Linked DNA regions of Rattus norvegicus: region 1 is linked to region 2. The links are chromatin contacts, called in public Hi-C maps. All regions are on one chromosome and are shown on one strand. Each heading gives the region's core, a stretch centred on a gene start, on an enhancer-like site or on the middle of the called end of the contact. The rest is flanking DNA. Distances are from core to core; before and after follow the strand shown.

Region 1 (3,639 bases), core at 841-3,340, 76 kb after region 2:
TGCCTCCATGTGTGCACCACGGCATTCACACTCTACACACACACACACACACACACACACACACACACACACACACAGACACTAAATAAATAAATGTAAAATTGTTTTGCTTAAAGAACTAGATGGTGTAGATGGTTCTATGATTTATTCTATGATAAGAGCCTAAAAGTTGGGGCTGGAGAAATGGCTCAGTGGTTAAGAGCACTGCCTGCTCTTCCAGAGGTCATGAGTTCAATTCCCAGCAACCACATGGTGGCTCACAACCATCTGTAATGGGATCTGATGCCCTCTTCTGGCCTGCACGTGTACATGCAGGTGGAACGCTGTATACATAATAAATCTTTAAAAAAAAAAAAAAAAAAAAAGGGTTGGAGAGATGGCTCAGTGGTTAAGAGCCCCAACTGCTCTTCCAGAGGTCATGAGTTCAATTCCCAGCAACCACTTGGTGGCTCACAATCATCTGTAAAGAGATCTGATGCCCTCTTCTGGTGTGTCTGAAAACAGCTACAGTGTACTTATATATAATAAATGAATAAATCTTTAAAAAAAAAAAAGAGCCTAAAAGTTAAGTTATACATACTCAGGAAACAATTCCTATTTTTCTAAATAAGCAGAGAATAAAGACAACTAGGGTCTTGTTTGTAGACCAGGCTGGCCTCGGAGTCATTATCCTCCTGCCTCATACTCCCAGGAGATTTATAGGCAACAAGTCTGAGTGTTAGTGGAGATCTTAAATAAGCACGAAGGTTATAGTAGGAACACAAAATGGAATGCGGAGAAAGGACTTCCCTAGGAGAGATTCAGGAACTTCGCTGTTCCCAGCAAGAAGGGAGATACACAGTGTGGGGTGTACAATTTGGGGGAGGCTTAATGCACAGAGAGGCAGTCTGAGTGTCCCGTGGTCCCTGATGTGTTCGCATCTTGTGTGCACAGTGGCACAGGTATGGGCACACGCTGGGCTGAGAAGGTTTTTCTTGGCAGTAGGGGCAGATACACCTGACAGCTTTGCCACATCAGCAAATGGGATGGGGTGCTGAAAACACACCCGATCAAAGCCACGGGTTTGTTAAGGTGTCAAGTATCTGAGCACAGGCGTGGTTGAGCCTGCCTGGATCGAGTCTCTGCTTGCTTGATGGCGCGGTGAGGAGGCACTACTGTGGCCTGATATGGCTTGGGGGACGCAGGGGCCACCGCCTCACCCATAGTTGGGAGGTAGCCAGCTAGGGTTTGGAAGAAGCCCTCTAGACCGGCCCTATCCTCCAAAGCCTCGGCTCATTTAAACTGAGAAGAGGCAAGCTGCTGCCACCTAGTGGCCGGGGCTCGGGAGGCGCCCTGGTCGACCTCCAATAAAGCATCACTGATATTTTTCAAATATTTCTCACATCTCTCACCTCAGGTTCTTCAGTCAGCCAAGGAACAAATTAAGTGGTCGTTATTGAAATGAAGACCTTGGAGTCAAGGCTCCTTTCCCAGAGAACCTTTGCCGGTCCCTGCGTAAGCCCCAAAATGTCAAGAGGCAAGAGAGACCACCCTGCCTTCTCCGGCCTCTCTCCCTGAGGCCTCGTGCCAGGGATTCTGAGACCCAAAAGCTTGGCCCCAGTTCTGTCATCCTTGCTCAGCGTCCCGGCCTGCCCCTGGGGTCATGGGAACCAGCAAAATTGCCTCCCCTTGGACCTCTGACATCTCAGTCCTAGGACTTAATAAACTTCCAATTTTTCCCCAAAGACTGCCTTTCTTGACTTTGGAGTGAGTGTGTAAGCGTGTGTGTGTGTGTGTGTGTGTATGTGTGTGTGTGTGTGTGTGTGTGTGTGTGTGTGTGTGTGTGTGTTACCTGTGAATGGCGTTGGAATAGGTCAAGGGAAAGGGATGTATTTAACACAAGGAGGGGTGCAACACTGATAGCCTGGTGTTTCCATGCTTGGTTGAACGGTTAAAGACGATGGTGAGGCATGGTAACAATGACAGGAATAATAATATTCTTCCAGGAAAAAGGGAAGCGAAGATGGCTTCCCCGTTTTGTGTGTACAGTACCCACAGGGAGGCTCCACTAGGATTCCTTGAGTCATTTTTTCCATTTCTAGCCTCCAGAAAGGAAGGGAGTCAGGCTAACTTTGACAAACCGAGGAACTGTTTAGCTATTTTCCTTGGCGTGCCTGGGACCGCGGAATTCTTATTTTGGCTCAGGTCCTGGGCAGTAGAGCCCTATAATTTGCTGGCTATCTGGGGGCGAGGAGGCACCGAATGGTGCCCACTGTGAGTGTGGGCAGAGCATCCGCGTATCTACGAAGCTGCGAAGGATGGGGGTCGGGGGAGGGATGGACAGGGGTAGCCAGAGAGGCGACCATCGGAGGAGATTCATGGCGACAAACCTCAAGGATGGAGATGAATAAACTTTCTGAGCATCCCGATCCCCGCTTCCTATCCTAGTCCCAGTCTCTGAACTTTCCCCCGGTTTTTCTGTGACCCGTACGCTTTCGGCGTCTCCACGCCGCGGATTCTTTTACAGCAGCGTGGGGTGTCATCCTCTTGGATACCTTGAAGTTTTCAGCAGCTGGCTCCCACGCCCCGCCCCGCCCCGCCCCGCCCCGCCCCGCCCCCCGCCCCCCACAGGAACGTCGGGAAGCAGGAAGCTCCGCCCCCGCACCGCATCCGTGGTCCTACAGCGCCACCTGGAGGATGCTACGGGCACGCCTCCGGGTCCTAGGCCTTAATTAACTCCGCCCCTGAGATGGAACGGACCCTCTTCCGGGTGTTTCTCCCTGATCTCTGACACCAGCGCCTGTACGTTGCCTTAGCAACCATCACGCGTGACTTCCCGTGACTTCTCTCTCAACTCAGAGCTTTTTGGTAGCCGCTGTAATAAAATAGTGGTGAGCCTTGGATCTTAATAAAAGCCTATCTCCGTCGTTGCCATTTCCAGGCCGTGAGCGTGGGAGACCAGCCTAGGTTGCGTGAGACACTACCTAAAAACAAAACAAAACAGACCAGATATTTATACCGAATTTGACTACGTCTGTAATTAGAGAACTTGGCGAAGATACGGGGATGCAAATCTACTCATTGTAAACGCTTACTATAGTGTCTTTCCAGAGTCGCTGTGCACACAGCCCCCAGTTGCAAAAAGAAAACCCTGGGAGAGAGGAAAGAGGGCACAATAAAATTGTGGAATTAGGGGGCCTGTGTGGTGATGGGAAGTTCTTTGGAAATACTGCTCAAATATTCGGCCACCCTTAGAGCTTGGCTCCATCCATGTTCCCTAGGATGGCGCCAAGGCCTGGAGGAGTAAACTGCTTCCTGGCAACCCCTCCTGACTTGGCTTGGTCCTGCAATTTCAGTTGTGCGAGGATAGGAATGGGAAGCACCAGGCAGAAGCTAGGAGCTTCACGAAGAGCTGACTCACTCAACTCTTCGAACTATAGGTTGCTGTCTGCTTTTTATTAAGGAGTACACTGAGGCCCTAAAAGTCTCAAGTTATGTGTGGCAGCTTCTGCTCTGTAGACAGTAACCTCCTCATTATCCTACAATATCTGAATTTCTTACTCACACTTGGTCCCAGAGGGTGTGGAACATACAAGCCTATAATCTGGTCTCTCGAGAGGTAGAAGCTGGAGAATCAGAAATGTAAGGTCATTTTCTACA
Region 2 (3,248 bases), core at 97-2,596:
ATGGGTTGCCGCCTGGTTTTGGAGGCTTGACCCAAGTATTTTCAGGAAGAATCAGACTCTTTTGACTGATTTTTGTATGATATTGTGAAGCTAATCTCTCTTTTTCTTTTGTCTTAAGTTTTTTGAACAGGAAAGTTGTCCTTGTTTTGGTTTTTTGAGACATGCTCTCATTCTATAACCTAGGCTGGCCTGGTACTCCTTACATAGCCTAAGCCTCTCTTAAACTCACAACAATCCTCCTGCCTTAATCCTGAGTACTAGTACAAGAGGTCTTGGAAAATTTGATCAGTTCTATTATCTGTTGGACATCTCATATATTCACTTAAACCGACTATCAATGAATTTTTACCAATAAATACTGAGAGTCAAAGCATGACCGTATGCATGCTAGCAATAAGCACAGGACTTTACTGAGTGTGGCGGATACAATGAGTCTTCTGTCCTTACTGGAGTTCCCAGCCCAACAATTAGCAGCAGCAACCTACCTGAATCACAACTAGTGCACTTGTTAAAGAATGACAGTCGTGCCTTTTGCTTAGTTCTGTTTCTCTAGTTTGATAAAGTTTGTTCATGGAGATGAAGAAATCACCATGAAAGTCGCCCACTGGCAAGGACAACAAAGGGAAAGTTTTGCATGTGGTGGCACATGTCTGTAATCTCCGCATTTGGGAAGTGGAAGCAGGAAGATCAGGCGTTTAAGTGCTTCCTTGAGACCCTGTCCACTCAACAAAAACAACTAAAGTGAAACAAGAAAAAAGGAGGGGGAGAGAAAAAAAGAAAATTAAGAAAGTGGCGATGGTGTCTACCTAGAGGTTTAACTTTCTGAACGGAATACTGATTCAAACTGTGAGGTAGGAACCTCTTCTAGGTGGCAATAATAGATAAGCTTGCTGGACATTATTGAAGGTGGAGATTTGATAAATCTCAGGTAACGAATATGATAAGATTTTTCTTTTAAGTGCAGAGTGACCAAACATCAACGTGTTAGTTTCCAAACCCCCGTGTCCTAATTTTGTAGACTGAGCAAGGAGTACTAGCATGCCCCTGAAATCCAGCACTCTGAGGTTTGAAGCAATTGAAAGGCCACAACTTCCGAAGCCAGCTGGGCTACGTACCCTGTTATTAAACAAACAAACCCCACCATTACCCAGTAATTTTCTAGGCTGTAGAGTTATGTGTTCAAAACAGTCGACTTCGCCTTTCCAGAAAGTTAAAAAAAAGAAACTACAAAGAAAACTCTACAACTCCTGAAAGTGGAGGTGGGCGGCGCGGGATTCGCGGCACTCTGGGATTTGTAGTTTCGGGCCGACTCTGAATCCCAAGTTGCCCTGCGGCGGGTCGTCGCGTCTGCGCAGTGCAGGCGGCGGGCCGCGCAGAGTGAGAATCTCTTTTGTTCGGCTGAGGGGAGGGCCGTTGGCCGGGCCTGCGGTACGCCGCTTCATCTGGACGACCGACTTGAGGCCACACGGCTGTTTGCTCCTCTGGGTGCTACTCCCTGGGACCGCCTGACGCAACGCGCAAGAAGCGCGACACCGATTCCTCTCGGACTGTCGGGCGCTGCTACGAGGTGAAGAGGCGGGCTGGAAGCGGGAGGGGGAGCGACGGCGGGAGGCCGCGGGCGAGCGCGGGCCGCTAACGGAAGAGTGGAGACAGGAGCTGGGGACGCGGCCCAGCGCCCGACCGGTCGGTTTCCCGCGCAGAGCTCGCGGTCTGCGGGAGCGTGGAGAGGGCGGGGCAGTGAATCCAGAGTCCGGGCGCGGAGTGGTTCCTGAGGAGCGGAGCCATCGGAGGGTTAGCTTTTCAAGAACTAGACGAGGAGCGTTTGACCCGGCTCAGCAACTCTGGAGTTGGGCGGGAGAAGGAAGAAAACTTTGGGACGTCCATAAGGAGACAGGCTTGGTACTTTGGGTGTGCGTGGCAAGGATCACGACTTCGTACACTAAAGGTTTAGAAGTGTAACCTGAGAGAGTGGACACGGTGGCAATCGCGGGCAATCCCCTTAGCACTTGGAGGAAAGAAAAAGAAACCTGAGGATATTGGGTTCAATTGCCACTATCAGAGAAATTTCTCTTGCCAGAGTTATGAAAAAGTAATTTCCAGTAAAATTGGACGTGGGCTGCTCCGGGTGTGCTAACGGGGAAGAGATTTGTTGAACCTGTCTTGGGGTGAAGGGTCAGACATTTTCTTGACCTTGTCTAAAAGTGGAGTTGCTGGGGTAAGTAGGGTAGAAGTCTAACGTGTCCATGTCAAATGTGGAAGAAAAAAGGGGTACTTGGGGGTGTGTAGCTTAGTTGGTAGAATGTTTGCCTACCCTGCCGCAAACCCCTGGATTCAATCCCCAGTATCCCATAAATTAGGCTGGGTGTGATGGCCTGTACCTGTAATCTTAGCACTTGGGAGCTGGAAACCGGTGGATCGGAAATTTAAGGCCTTCCTTGGCTACCAGAGGAGTCAAGGGTGAAAAGGCCACTTTCTGCCTTTAATAGGTCTTTATTGTGAGTAGGGAGGCTGTATGAGGCAAGACTCATCAGATAAAAAAGGTTCTTGCTGTGTAAGCCTCAATTTAACTCTTAGGATCCAGGTAAAGGTGGAAAGAAAGAGTTGACTTCACAAAATTGTCCTCTGATTGACAAGTGGGGTATGGCAGGGACCAAAGAAAGCAGGTCCTGCATGCCCACAGGCATCGAAAATAGTTTTATACTGAAACACAGTATATGAAATATGGAACTCGGGGCTGGGGATTTAGCTCAGTGGTAGAGCGCTTACCTAGGAAGCGCAAGGCCCTGGGTTCGGTCCCCAGCTCCGAAAAAAAAAGAACCAAAAAAAAAAAAAAAAAAAAGAAAGAAAGAAATATGGAACTCATTTCGGTATTTGGTACTGAGGACCTTGCACACATGCAAGTTGTCTACCACTGAGTTATGTTTCAGTGCCATAAAAAGTCTTAAAAATTATATACTAGTTATATATATTATATACTAGTTACACTAGAATATAGTGTCCTCTCCAGTTTTGTGTTAATCAAAAGATCTAAGGTTTTCTGATAGATGTATGACTATAATCAGGATATTGGTGCCTGTGCTCTTCCTTGGATGCTCTCTAGGCATATATGGGAGGTGGTGTGTTGAAAAGAGCCCAGTTATCTGTGAGTACAGCCAGCATTTGGGGGGTAGAGGCAGGAGCAGCAGAAGTTCAAGGCCTAGGGAAAAGAGTCATATGTTCCTTAAAAGATTTGGGCAGTGAAAGCATTT

The links. Hi-C and Micro-C count contacts between places; a contact is called where the count stands out from the background.
Region 1: a Hi-C map of the A7r5 cell line shows a contact between it and region 2, with 6 times the contacts expected there. The contact joins the enhancer-like site here to the promoter of Cbx1 in region 2. A contact is called at or near these places in 6 of 12 Hi-C or Micro-C datasets (the A7r5 cell line, the Rat2 cell line, frontal cortex and 2 more).

What each region holds. Positions count from the first base shown.
Region 1 is chr10:82,340,236-82,343,874 of GRCr8, forward strand. It overlaps Copz2 (COPI coat complex subunit zeta 2), which reads left to right. Exons shown (of 9, transcript NM_001108294.1): 9 at 1,397-1,724. The coding sequence ends at 1,444. Among named protein-coding and RNA genes, the nearest start is that of Mir152, 13 kb to the left of the region's middle. Within about 2 kb of position 2,091, at least 44 of the 93 cell types and tissues checked have an H3K27ac peak or open chromatin away from gene starts, as enhancers often do. A contact at or near this core is called in the A7r5 cell line, where this site is marked.
Region 2 is chr10:82,265,416-82,268,663 of GRCr8, forward strand. Cbx1 (chromobox 1) reads left to right here and starts at 1,347. Exons shown (of 5, transcript NM_001398806.1): 1 at 1,347-1,567.